Linked DNA regions of Mus musculus: regions 2, 3, 4 and 5 are each linked to region 1. The links are chromatin contacts, called in public promoter capture Hi-C maps. All regions are on one chromosome and are shown on one strand. The core of a region is the stretch at or near the end of the contact, and the rest is flanking DNA. Distances in the headings are between cores, read along the strand shown.

Region 1 (2,525 bases), core at 14-2,513:
AGAGCCTTAATAACCAGGGAAGATAACGAGCGGGGGATTTAAGGAAATCTACAGCTGTTTACGAACTCATGACCCTCCCTAGGCACCTCAGAGATCATCCGCCTAGCCTCCAAGGGCGGTAAAATCGTAGTCAATTTGGAAGCCCCACATGAGCTTGGCCCCAAAAGCGCCACTGCCTCTGTCCTCTGGCTCCAAGAGAAGTGATCTCTCAAGAGAGCAAGCGAGGTATCAGGGGGTGGAGGGGAGCGCAGTAGCAGGAAATAGTTTTCCGGAAGCCCCTCGGCCGTCTTTCGAGGCCACAATGAGTGGTGACCCGGCCCCGGTGCCCCAGGCGAGCGCGCCTCTGGCTCGAGAGACCGCGTCCGCGCTCCGGCCCGCGGTTTGCCTTACCTTGCCCAGCAGGGCCTTCATCCTGGCGCCATCTTCATGAAACCTCACGAACCCGAAAAGGCGGCTGCGGAGAAAGACACACGCCGCTCGTTAGTGCCCCGGCATCGGCGCCGACCCGTCCGTGCCAAAGCCCGAGGCCCGGGCGTCAGCGGAGCCGAGAGCGCCAAGCCGAGGTGCCCGCCCCACGGCCGCCACAGGCTAGCCGCGCTCCGGCCTCCTCGGAGAGTGGCGCCAGCCTGTCCCGAGCCGCCCGGGCGAGTGCCCGCTCCCCGTACCTGTCCAGTCCGCCGAGCGCCTCCCTCTCCTCCGCTGTCAGGCTGGGGGACGCCTCCTCGCTCTCGCCGCTCGCTTTTCCCGCCGCCATTTTCTTTTCCTCATCACCGAAAGCGGCGGCGGCGGCGGCGGCGGCGGCGGTAGCGAGCGACACTCCGCAGGATTTCATGGAAACGCAGCGAATTCACAACTCCAACGCCGACACCCCCCCTCTCCGGGCCGGAGCCCGCAAGGACGCCTCCAATCTCCGCACAAGACCGGCACACCAACTTTATTTCTGCCTCCTCCTCTGCCGCGAGAGGCGGCAGCGAAAAATCCTAACGCGGTAGAGGTGAAGGCAGAGGCAGCAGAGGCTGTGGAACCACTGGGTCCGGAGCGGCGACGGCTCGGCTGTAGGGTCACATCGCGGGGATGGGAAGGGGGCAGCCACAGGCAGGGTCGGCGGGAATGGCCGGAGCGCGCGAGGAGCGGGAGCTCTGGGGGGGATTCGTAGGAGACACAAACTTCCCCGGCACCAGCACAAAGTTGTTGTAATTGTGTCACACAGCGAACCCCACGCCGCTGCCGTGACCCCCCCCTCACAGCCCGCTCGGCGCAGCCAACCAGAGCAGCCCCTCGCCTCACGTGACCTTTGTTGACTCGCGTCAGTCGTGGCTCCACTTAACTTGCTAGCTGCTTTAGCCCCGCCCACCGAGGCCGCCACAGATCCGAGAGCGGGATGCTCGCCAGTTCTGGTCGGTGGTTGGCTGATAGGCACGTCTGTCCGGAGTAGGGTTGTCACCCAGTGGGAGCAGCCGGTTAGGTTGTGCTACTTAAATACACAGGCAGAGAATGGAGGGGTCCAGGCTGTGTCCCTTCGGGAGCCGTGGTGGGATCGGGGGGGGGAGGGGAGTGCTCAGTCTGGGCGAGGTCCGGCACCGCCTGTAGCGAGCGCCAACGAGAAAGCCTAGGACAGCCTCTGGCTGCCCGGAAGCCCTAGGGTGGGCCAAGACTGTGATTTCGGTGGTCCTGCTAGCGCTCGCGCACTCCGGGAATATCGATCCCGACAGGGCTGGACACCAGCTGAGTCGCGGGGAGGGAACACTCGGCCCCAGACCTCTGCCCTCGGAAGAAGGCGCACTGCTAGAAATAATAGCCTCCACGAGGAGTGCGCCAGAGGAGCAGCAGCCGGCTTCATACCCTGCAGCCTGGGCGCCGCCCTAGACAAGGCCACGCGAAGCCCCATACCCTTTCAAAAGGGGAAGGGGAAAACGTCTCCCGACCCCCGCCCACTCACCCCAGGCAGGGAGGAATGAAGAGTCAGTCGCCTGCAGGGGGTCTGGCGCGCTGGCTCCCGCACCCCACCGCCAAAGGTCTGTCTGTTGGCAGCACTTTCGGGCCAGATATTCCTGCTGCTTGCATATACCCTACGCCCTAGCAGTAATTCGTTATACTATAAAGAAAAAAACAGAAACAGTGAAATTTGTCGAGGGGGATTTCAGAATGTTGGGTTCTGTTGCTGTCATCTCAGTGGGTACTCCATGGAAGAGTAGGAGCTGTATGTGAACTGGCCTTAGAGAAATAGAATCCTCAACACAGCTTCCTGCCAGCCTTTTTCTGCTTCCACTACATAGGAAACCCTTAGCAGTAACATTTGCTTGTTCTGTCCCTCAGGTACAAATAAGTCTGGTGTTTGACCCATAGTATAATCAGGAGATAGACCAAACTTTCCATCGACTATTTTGAAAAGGCAGATATAATGTGATGTATCTCATCACACCTCCAGTCTTTGGGATAGAAAATATTAGTAAATGGACTATATGAAGAAAAGATCCGTTTATAAACCAAGCTTTATATGTTTTATATAAGTTTACACCTGTAAT
Region 2 (2,525 bases), core at 7-2,506, 1.9 Mb before region 1:
CCGCAGGTAGCGACGCCTCAGCCAGGCGGGCGCGCCGCGGGTGAATAGCAGGTCGCGAAGCCACGCTTCACAGATCACCTCAAGCGCGCTGGTTAAGAAGAAATCAGCGCGTGGCGCCGAGGGCAGAGCCCGGGCCTGGCCTCCCGGACGGGCATCCACTCCATGCGCCAGCAGCACCCGGTGGAAGTGGTCGCCCCTCTGGCGCGTGCGCAGCACCTGGATGCTTTCGCGCAGCAGTCCCTGCCTCGACTTGAGGCGCGAGTTGTGCACGGCCCGAGGGTCTCGGAAGAGTTGCACCACCTTTAGGTTGAGGCCTGGGTCACGCAGCAGAGGGACCAGCACTCCCAGGTCCAGTAGCCGCACGTCTTTGATGACCACCACCGGGTACTTGCGGCACTCGGCCTCCAGGGCGCGGAGCGAAACGGGCGGGCAGGTACTTTCGCAGGCTTTGTCCTCGACGAGTCCCACGTCCGCGCGTGCCCGGGGCGCGGCGGGGCACAGAGGCGGCGAGCAGATGACCTTGTTGGTCCGCCAGCGGAAAAGCATGGCCGTGGTGAGGTTGGCCGAGTCCGGTGCTCGCTCCCCAGGGTCCCCAGGCTGCGCGTACAGGCGCAGCACAGAGAAATCACAGCGGAAGAGGGAGCGCAGCATGTCTCTTAGTGCGCCCTGCAGGCTCTCCGCGTCGCCCGGATACAGTGCCTGCCACAGATGCCACATGGGCTCGTACAAGTAGAAAACGTCCGGGTGCTGGTTGAAGAGTTCGCCCAAGAAGGACGAGCCGGTGCGCCAGGTGGCATGCACATAGATGTGTTGCTTTTCCTGGGTCACCGCCTCACCGACGGCGCTGAGGTTGCCGGGGGACCCGGGGGATCGATCCGGGTTTCCTTCGGCCAGGGACCGCACCTCAGCGCCCTGCTCACGTTCCCCGGCCGCCGCCGCCTCCAGGCTCCACACACCCAAGCTGCGCTGCAGGCCGGGGCAGTTCCTGCCCTTGTCCTGCTCGCTGTGGCTGTCCAGTACAGAGGGGACAAGAAGTAGCAAAAGCGTGTACAGCGCCAAGAGCAGCGTGAACTTGCAATACTCTCGGCGCCGCCGCCGCCGGCCCTTCATAGTTCACCGAATCCTCACTCTCCCCACCCAGAGCAGAGTAGGCGCCTGCTGGTTCTGTCCAGAAAACCCAGCCCAAAGTCCTCGGCTCCGGCCTCTTCGGGTCTCCCTCAATGTTGGGTGGAGCGGAGTGGAGCAGCCGGGCGGTGTATCCACTACAGGAAACTTGGGAGGCAGTGGTGGCGGCACACTCAGCCTCCTTCTTGGCTCAGCCTCTTGAGAGCGCTCATTGGCCGGTTCAGCAGCTGCAGGCCCTGCCCATGGTACCCGAAACTTCTCCCCGCCCACTTACGCTCTGCTCCTGGGTTTGCTCAACGCCGGGCTAGAGCTGGACAGGGCTGCCACAGGGCAGGGACACCCTCTGGGGTGCACTGAGTGTACTCCACCTTTCCCTAACTCCTTCAAAACGAATTTAAGTTTGCTAACCAACCAACTTCAGGCAAGGGAGAGTCACAATGTGTACAGAAGGCATCCAGTGACTGGACATGATTCCCCACCTGGAGAATGACACTTTTTTTCTTCCTGTTTTGGTCCCAGCAGAATCCAGAAGAGGGCACTGGATCACCAGAAACAAGAGTTGCAGATGGGTGTAATCAGAGCTATAGGTGTTTCAAACCAAACTTGGGTCTCCAGTAAGTGGTCTTAATCACTGAACTAATTCTCCAGCCCTTCTCTTGTATTCCTTATATATGAAAACTATTTATTTTGTATTTGTCAATCATTGTTTCTTGCCCACAATTCTCACACTTTCCAGCCACTTGTATATATATTCTTTATTTCTGATCCACCTTGCCCACTCCCTTTACATTTTTCTCAAATCTTCGTGTTCATCTAAAAGACTATGGGCAATTCTCTCTCTCTCTCTCTCTCTCTCAAATTATATTCGTGTGTGTGTGTGTGTGTGTGTGTGTGTGTGTGTGCGTGCGTGCCTGTGTGCCTGTGTGTGCACATGTATGGAGGTCAGAGGACAACATGAGGGAGTTGGTTCTCTTCTCTCATCTTGCATGTCCTGGAGACTGGCGATTGAACTCAGGTTGCTAGGATCAGCTCTAGGCAAGTGCTCTCACTGAGCCATCTTACTGGTCCTGTGCCATTATTTTAATAACACTCATGGCAATAAACTAAACTTCCTTGCCTTCTGTCATTCATTACTCCCCTAGAAAAGCCATTCTTTCCCAAACCCACAAACACAATTGCAAAACATTCCATAAAGGACATGTTTACACCAAGAGAAATTTAACACCATTAACCTCAGACATCCTGTCAATTCCAAATCTCAAGCCTCTAGGACTATTCAAAATTCTCTGCTCTTCTCCAACCAGGGGTACCACTGCACTCCTTTCCCAACAGTGTCATTACTTGCTACTTTTTTGTCAGAAGAAACCATGTTGAACCTCTTCATTTTCCATCAGTAACAT
Region 3 (2,525 bases), core at 9-2,508, 1.7 Mb after region 1:
TGTCAACTTGCCACAAGCTAGAGTCATCTGGGAAGAGGGAACCTGAATTGAAGAATTGCCTCCATAAGACTGGCCTACAGAAGGGCCTGTGAGGTATTTTCTTGATTAATAATTGAAATGTAAGTGCCAAACCTACTTGGGGTGTGACACCCTGGGCAGGTGGTCTTGGGGTATGTACAAAAGCAAACTGAACAAGCCCCAAAGACCAAGTCAGTAAGTAGTGTTTCTCTTTGGGCTCTGATTCTACATCTGCTTCAGGTTTTTATCCTGACTCCTTCAGTGATAGACTGTGATGTAGAAGTTTAAGCCAAATCATCTCTTCTTCCACCAGGTTGCTTTTGGTCACTCTTTTGTCACAGCAACAGAAAATAACTAACACAGTGTGTTTGTGAGGGTACTTAACTAAGAAGCTTAACAATCCCTCTAAATGTGGGTGGCCCTATTCCATGAGCTGCAGTTCAAACCCAAATACAAAGGAGAAATGAACAGTACACCACTGGCCAGTCATCTTCTTTCTGATTATTGGTGCAAAGTAATCAGCCATTGAAAAGCTCTGTCACCATGCCTTCTGTACCACGACTTCACACTGATATTTGTATGCTGAAATTGTGACCAAAACCAAACTCTTTATCATTCATTACGTTGTTTTGTTAGATGTTTGTCACAGCAATGAGAGAGATAACTAACATATGTTGTATATTAGACAAGGTCCTAGCAACATCACATGACCCACATCATTTAGGATAACTTAAGAAAGGATTATTTACAAAGAGTTTAAAGAATAACATTTGGATGGGATGAAGAACACTTTTACCAGTACAGGAGACAACAGCATCTAGATATCAGAAGAGACGATGGATAGCAGCAGCTGCTGTCAGTGAGAGTGAGAGCTTAGAGCAGACCCTTTTGGAGGAAGAGCTTTCTATAACAGCTCCTGGTTGAGGCAACATTATAGAGAGGAATAAATGGGAGCAAAGGCCTATGCACATGTACCTTTCTCTTGAAACCAGAGGACAACAGAGCTTCTGAATATTGTCCTGGGATCCAGGCTCTTAGGGGCTATAACGAAAAGGGAAGAAAGTGAATCTAAATCTGGAGGACAAAGAAAAAGACAAGCATAGGCATCGTTCCCAAATCTTAGTTCCCTTGGTTTTCCTATTGTTTTTCTTAGTGGAAGTTCATTAAGCAAAATATGTGATGTCTCAAGGGAAGTCATTATTCTGATCCAGATGTCCAGAGTCAATGAGTTTAACTGGCCAAGTTTGCTTTTATCTTTCCTTTGGAATTGGGCACTCTGGAAGTGACTTTTGATCCTGCTATACATCTCTTGGCCCCAGGTATGTTAAACTAAACTGGGATCAGTCCTGAATCAAGGTGGGGGCCTAGCTTTGAAAATAATTTTTATTCTTTCTTTTAGAATATCCAGCCATATTTTTCTGCCAGATAGTCTTTTGCTGCCACCTTCTGGCAGCCTGTCACCACAGTGCAGACTTGTTAGAATATTGAATGAAATGGCTCCTCCCATGCAGAGGCTGTCCCAGGAAGACGTTGGTAAGCAGGGTGAAAACTGAACCTTGCTCACAAATAAAGAGGTCCAGGTGGCCTGTGTCTCACGTTAATTACAGAGAAAGCCAACATAGACTGCAGAGCCCTAATCTGAATATCTGAGATGGTCTAAAATTGGAACTGTTTTGTGTACTAACATGGAGCTACAGAGGGAAAATTCAGCATCTGGCTTCTTAGGAAGGGTTGTGAGCAAAACTCAAACATGTAAAATATCATATAGGATTACAAGAGGCTGGAGATGTAGCTCAGTGAAAGAGAACTTTCCTAGCAAGTGTAAGGCCCAGTGTACAATTCATTATTCAGTAAACAAATAACAGACATTCTGGTTATGGATATAAGATGTGGATGAATCATAAATGAATTTTTCAGATTTGGTTCCCTCTTTAGGGTAGCTAATGTACATACAAATATTTAATAATAAATTCATAACATTTCTGTCCCAAGAAGTTTGGTTTTGGGAACTCAAGTGGCAGAATAGAATTTTTTTTAGATAATTTCTTTTTGAAAAATTAATTATAAGTTACCATGCAAAGTGACACAAAGTAATCTATTACTTTCCTTCGTTGCCATTCATCCCCCTTGCTCTGTGTCCTCTTTTGTCCTTTCTACCCTCCTCTTCCTTCTTTGAAATGCTACTGTCTTCTGCTTCTCTGTCACAAGAGTTCCATTATCCCCTCCCTTTACTCCCAACATATCCTCTTCTTCTCTTCATGATCTCCCAACACACACATTTAATCTTAAATTCTTTCCATGAAAGAAAATGTGACATTTGTCTGAACCTGGCTTGTTTTCCTTGACAAAGTGGACTCTAGTTCAAATGTCATGGTTTCAGGTTCTTTTTAATCTGAGAAAATTTCACTGTGTGAACAAGGCTCATGTTGTTTAATTGTGCCATGTAACTTGTCTGCAGTGTACAATCCTCTTTCTGTTGCTTTGCTTGCAGCTGGGATTACAGGCCT
Region 4 (2,525 bases), core at 12-2,511, 1.5 Mb after region 1:
CTCAAAGGGAACATATATTAAAATAGATACTGTGGGGGCACCCTATTTACTCCTTCCTACTGTCTTTCTCCCTCTAAATTATATCTTGCACACATCTCTGAAATTATTAACACTTGAGAGAAAGGGCTTGGACTTCTACCTAGAGACAAAGAATAACTCCTAAATTTTTACAATGACAATATAGGTGGCAATTTAATATACATATATTTATGAGGTCTCCAGGAAAATAGAGAAAAAAATTTCATCTTCCCCTTACTTGATGAGCCATTTAAGCCAATACCACAGGACAAGATTTAGACAGTGCAGCTCTCAGCAAAAGCATACAAGAGATTCCCTTTGAACAATTCACTACACTTTTATACAAGTTCTGAAAAAAACCCAGCAGGAATACGTTGAAACTTCCAGCTCTTTAAAAAAAAAATTACTTTTTTCTAAAAGATGCTGTCTCCGTATTTTTTTTTTTTTTTTTACCTACTCACTTTCTAAGCAATGGTGCTTCAGAGAAGAACTGAACTGAACTAATCCTACTACTACTTCAGTAGTACATACATAGACTGGCTGTTGTGCTATTCAGAGGAGAGGATGTGAAGTCAGGGAGGCTAAGCAACCACCTATAGAATTGGAAGTGAAGGTCTTAAATGGGAGAAAACAGGTCTGTGGCTTCCCAGGGAGGTATTCAGACACCAGGACAGTTACTGAAACTCTTAAGCCACAGTTGCTTGGTTTTGTAAAATAGCAAATGTGTTGCCAACCCACCACACTGTTGAAGACAGGGGAAACTCATGTAATCTGCTAAATGTAATTGCAAAACAAGAGCTAATTAATCATTAGTATTAAGTAGTTAGGAGTCAAATTATTTTGCCTCCCTCCACCAGTGTATGCAAAGGGACAAGCCCCTGCTCCCATCTGGCAGGATCTGGGGCCCTGTTATAGTTAACACTCACACGGAGGAGAAAGACCCTCCCAAACACAACAGGGACACTGCAAGTTCCCTACCCCTGGTCATCTAGGGCCCCTTATGCTACTATTAAAGATCCAAACTAACCTGAGATGCCGCCTCCAATCACGACTACGTCGAACATGTGGCCTGTGATACTGGGCTTCTCCAGATCCGTCATGGTTTGGGTAAAATTCTCCCGAGACTTGGGTTTAAAAGGGGGGACCGCCCAGGGTGGAACAGACCCTTGTACCGCCCCTTGACTGAAGTCCGAGGGCGGAGCTGATGTATCTATCCATACCCGGGAAGAGCCCGGCCCTGAAGGCGGAGCGCGCTCTTGTGCAAAAGCTAGGGGAGCGCTCAGGGGCGGAGCTGATCCTTGCTGAGATACCCAGGGAGAGCCCCATACGCAGGGCAGGGATGGCCCTAGCATAGGCACTTGAGAGGCATGGAAAGGAGCGGGCCCTTGATCATACAGTGGAGGAGATATGGATATAGGACTATCGAGTGACATAGGCAACAGGGATTCGTCACGGGGAGCGGAAAGTGTTGATGGTGATAACCAAGAAGAGGCTGATACAGAATGCCTGAGAGAATCTTCTGCCGATTCTAGTGGGGAGTTGTCTGGTGTGTCTGGCAGGGATGTGCTTCTGTGCATAAGATGTTCTGGTGCCAATCCCCAGGAGGGGCGACACAATACGGATGGAAGGGATGGAGTGGGCTCCACTGCCGACCCTTGGGGAGTGCTGGTCAGTGAGGCAGGGATAGACCCCAGTTCTGACTCAACAGAAGTGCTAAGTATAGAAGCCATGGAGGACACTTGCACAGAAGCCAACGAAAATCTTTGCCCAGATAGGGATGAGTCTGGCATTGGGATGGATCCTACTGTGGATATGCGCTGAGAGAAAGAGCTAAGGAGGGTGGAGTCTGAGGCAACTGTGGGGACCTGAACGCCCCGATGGTGAACGCGGAGGCCCTGGGCATTCCTCTGGCCAAAATTATCACTGAGGCTCTGAGGGATGTTGAGGGCACTCGAAGGACTCCCCTGCTCCTGAATGGATTCGTTCGTCCGAGTCGAGGGAAGGGGTTGGGAGACGGTCCGCCGCAGAGGGTGGGAGGACTCGAACGAGCTGGCAGAGCTACTACTGCCTGCATGGGACTTCTCCACGTGGGTCTGGGAAATGGCACTCCGGGCTCCGGGGGCCAAATCCACCTCACGCCCCCGGCCACCGCGGCCACGCGTGACGCCCCTGCCTGGGGGGAAGGCCTTCTTTTCTGACATAATTCTCACAGCGGCGGGAAGCCGCGAATGGCTACCCTAAACCACCCCCATCAAGGGCGCTCCGCTTTCAGGGCCCAGCCATTTGTTACCAGTCCGCACTCAGAAGCCTAACCCAAGCGCGCCCGGCCCACTGGGAGGCGGGAAGATGCGGCGTCAGCGCGGCGCAGCTCCGCCTCTCCCACCTGCAGGCCTCATTTGTAGGCCGCCCGTTGAGGCCGGGCGATACCACTATGACGCGGAGGGGGCGTGTCTGTGGGCGGAGTCCACGTCAGCGCTCGCGCGACGATGAGTCTTATTAGCCTGAAG
Region 5 (2,525 bases), core at 13-2,512, 1.3 Mb after region 1:
TCAAACTCTGATATTTGAAAGTGCTGATGATCTAAGACTTTATTTTCCCTCTGACTCTGATCTACCTAAGTAAGCCAGAAAATGTATTCATGACTGTTTCCATGGCTCTTACTCATGGACAAGTCATAACCCCTTGAAGACTATTCCCATTTTTAAAGGTCCATTTATCCTTAACTCTCAGAAGTAGATTTTGTGTCTGGTCCCAGGTAGACAGGGCTTTTCTGATGGAACAAAAGAAAGTTACTTCTTAAAAGATTGAGGCAAAGCTGAAAAAAATTATACACCTCTAGTAAAACACTAGTAGCTGTTTGGAGTAATGATTCTGTGGAACAATACAATTTGGTTATCAATTTATTAATGAGAAATAATCAGATACAGCATGACATGAAGGTTTGGGAATCAGAAATTAGCTAACTGGAACATTTTTTAAGGTTTATGAAATATTTCCATTTTAATAAATTTTCATAGAGACTTCATTCCTTAGTTTAAGTTTTCATCAGTATTAATAAAATAAACTGTTTTATGTCTGAACCTACCAGACATTAAAACAATTATAAATGATTCTTTGTATTGTCCTCTGGTTTCTAAAATTGGTGATCATTTTGTCTTCAAGTATTTTAAGGGCAAGATTTGTGCAATGTTTCCCTTTGTGGCCCCAAAGCTCTTAACAGGGCATTATTCAGCAGCAGGTGCTTAACCCACACACAGAATTCACCTTTGTCTCTTTTCTACTAATTGTGATGTAGTGGGTTGGCCTTACCTTTTAGTAAGGAGTCATGGACCAAACATTTTGCCCTTTGTTTCTAAATGTATTACAAAGTTTTGCTCCAAATGATGTCAGTGAAGGCACTTATTAAAGTGCCACAAAGAGCTGAATCGCATTTATGCTGCTAAAAATCATTTAATGGATGAACAACTTGGAAAAAAAGAACTCTCACCACCCACGCACATCATGCTAAAACAGGGTAGCATTTTGCACTTGCTTCTCAGCTTAGCCTGAGAAAGACTGCTGATGTCCACCTTTCCCTCCCTTAGCATTTCAACTTCATCCTGACCAGCTGCTTAATCGTTAAACAGAATGCCACCCTGTCTTTGTATTTCCAAAACCGTGTGTCTCTACTGCCAACTGCACATCTTTATAGCAGCTACATGCTCGCAAAAGAATTAAACTCAGAATATTCATGTAGCCTCTTATTAGTGTACAAATACAAAAACATAATGGGGGAGGGGGAAGAAAACTTCCGTCTTCTATGCTGTTGTTCTCATCTTAAGATGCTCCATGGAAAAGATCCGAGCAGTGGGCAGAGGCTGTGAGTCCCCGATAACGAGAGCGCCTAACATTTCCGTGGTATTCCCATTTGCTAGAGCGCTGCTGCGGCCACACGCCTGATTGATATATGCCTGCAATGGCACTTTTCCATTTGACACTCTCCCTCTCTCTCTCCCTCTCTCTCCCTCTCTCTCTCTCCCTCTCTCTCCCTCTCTCTCCCTGGGTCGCTTAAACAACAGTCCTAACTTTTGTGTGTTGCAAATATAAAAGGCAAGCCATGTGACAGAGGGACAGAAGAACAAAAGCATTTGGAAGTAACAGGACCTCTTTCTAGCTCTCAGAAAAGTCTGAGAAGAAAGGAGCCCTGCGTTTCCCCCAAGGTAAGCAGGCAAACAAGCGCTGACGGCTTGCCTAGGAAATTACTTCTTTCCAAACTCTGCCTTTCATCCTTCTTGCAGACAAAGAGACAATCTTTAAATACCACTTAAATTTGCATCACTTTAATTTGCATTAATCTGTAGCATGCTAGCCTTGTGGAGGGTTTTGTTTATTTGTTTGTTTGTTTTAAATGAATGTGTCTTTGAAGTCTCTGACAGGAAGCGTCCCAGAGAAGCTCGAAAATATCTTTTGGCTTGATTTCTTTGCAAACTCTGCGTAGTTAGATGTAACTTTGGAATGGTTCTTCTATGTGACACCATAAAGGGGGACGGAGAAGCAGCAGTTGCCGACTTGCGTTTGTGGAGTCCTGTATCTTCCCTACCGCCTTCATCCCACTTACAATGGGGGCACTATTAACGCAGGAGAGTCTGCGAGGTTAAACGTGCACTATTTACTTTTGTTAGTCCTTATGTATGCGGCTGATCTCCTGCCAGGGCTGTGCCGGGAGTGCTCAGAATGACTTCAAACAAAAGGCAACATTTATGCCTAGCTTTCAGTGTCACGCTGCTCCTTTTCACTCTTCTCCTATCCCGCCTTGGGACTTTGCTTCCATGGATACATTCAGAAGTGTCCGGGAGCGATGAGGATGGATTTACTGTATGATTTTGATTGGGCAAAAAGTCTGAGGAAATGCATGCTGTTTGCCTTGGCCTTATTGCAAGGGGTTATTTTTAGTAGTCGGGTTGTCCCTGCAGCACGACCAACAATTCAATACCCAAGAAGTGACCAGGAAAGGATGCTCCTGACAGCACAGGGACCAGGACCTGGAGGAATGACTCCTACAGACACCTGGGGAATATGCAGAGGATTCTTTCCA

What was found. Promoter capture Hi-C pulls out the DNA fragments that hold promoters and counts their contacts.
Region 2: a promoter capture Hi-C map of pre-B cells shows a contact between it and region 1, with 6 times the contacts expected there. The contact joins the promoter of Chst7 here to the promoter of Kdm6a in region 1. A contact is called at or near these places in 4 of 39 promoter capture datasets (the C10 cell line, embryonic stem cells, hippocampal neurons and 1 more) and 1 of 115 datasets of contacts at active chromatin or transcription factors (astrocytes).
Region 3: a promoter capture Hi-C map of the 3T3-L1 cell line shows a contact between it and region 1, with 10 times the contacts expected there. The contact joins the enhancer-like site here to the promoter of Kdm6a in region 1. A contact is called at or near these places in 8 of 39 promoter capture datasets (the 3T3-L1 cell line, 3T3-L1-derived adipocytes, cranial neural crest and 4 more) and 1 of 115 datasets of contacts at active chromatin or transcription factors (astrocytes).
Region 4: a contact with region 1 is called in a promoter capture Hi-C map of pre-B cells. The contact joins the promoter of Maoa here to the promoter of Kdm6a in region 1. A contact is called at or near these places in 9 of 39 promoter capture datasets (the 3T3-L1 cell line, the HPC-7 cell line, cranial neural crest and 6 more), 6 of 484 Hi-C or Micro-C datasets (CD4 T cells, CD8 T cells, cerebral cortex and 3 more), 8 of 115 datasets of contacts at active chromatin or transcription factors (the SCID.adh cell line, astrocytes, bone marrow-derived dendritic cells and 5 more) and 2 of 9 other capture datasets (adipose tissue and liver).
Region 5: a promoter capture Hi-C map of neural stem cells shows a contact between it and region 1. The contact joins the promoter of Ndp here to the promoter of Kdm6a in region 1. A contact is called at or near these places in 7 of 39 promoter capture datasets (3T3-L1-derived adipocytes, cranial neural crest, frontonasal cranial neural crest and 4 more), 4 of 484 Hi-C or Micro-C datasets (cerebellum, cortical neurons, neural progenitor cells and 1 more) and 7 of 115 datasets of contacts at active chromatin or transcription factors (astrocytes, differentiating embryonic stem cells, embryonic forebrain and 4 more).

What each region holds. Positions count from the first base shown.
Region 1 is chrX:18,161,313-18,163,837 of GRCm38.p6, reverse strand. It overlaps Kdm6a (lysine (K)-specific demethylase 6A), which reads right to left and starts at 1,263. Exons shown (of 29, transcript NM_001310444.1): 1 at 666-1,263; 2 at 391-454. The coding sequence starts at 832.
Region 2 is chrX:20,058,301-20,060,825 of GRCm38.p6, reverse strand. Chst7 (carbohydrate (N-acetylglucosamino) sulfotransferase 7) reads right to left here and starts at 1,256. Exons shown (of 2, transcript NM_021715.1): 1 at 1-1,256. The coding sequence starts at 1,110.
Region 3 is chrX:16,449,859-16,452,383 of GRCm38.p6, reverse strand. No RefSeq gene overlaps it. Among named protein-coding and RNA genes, the nearest start is that of Cypt1, 72 kb to the left of the region's middle. Within about 2 kb of position 1,258, at least 9 of the 459 cell types and tissues checked have an H3K27ac peak or open chromatin away from gene starts, as enhancers often do.
Region 4 is chrX:16,618,434-16,620,958 of GRCm38.p6, reverse strand. It overlaps Maoa (monoamine oxidase A), which reads right to left and starts at 1,261. Exons shown (of 15, transcript NM_173740.3): 1 at 1,046-1,261. The coding sequence starts at 1,118.
Region 5 is chrX:16,910,511-16,913,035 of GRCm38.p6, reverse strand. Ndp (Norrie disease (pseudoglioma) (human)) reads left to right here and starts at 1,262. Exons shown (of 3, transcript NM_010883.3): 1 at 1,262-1,650.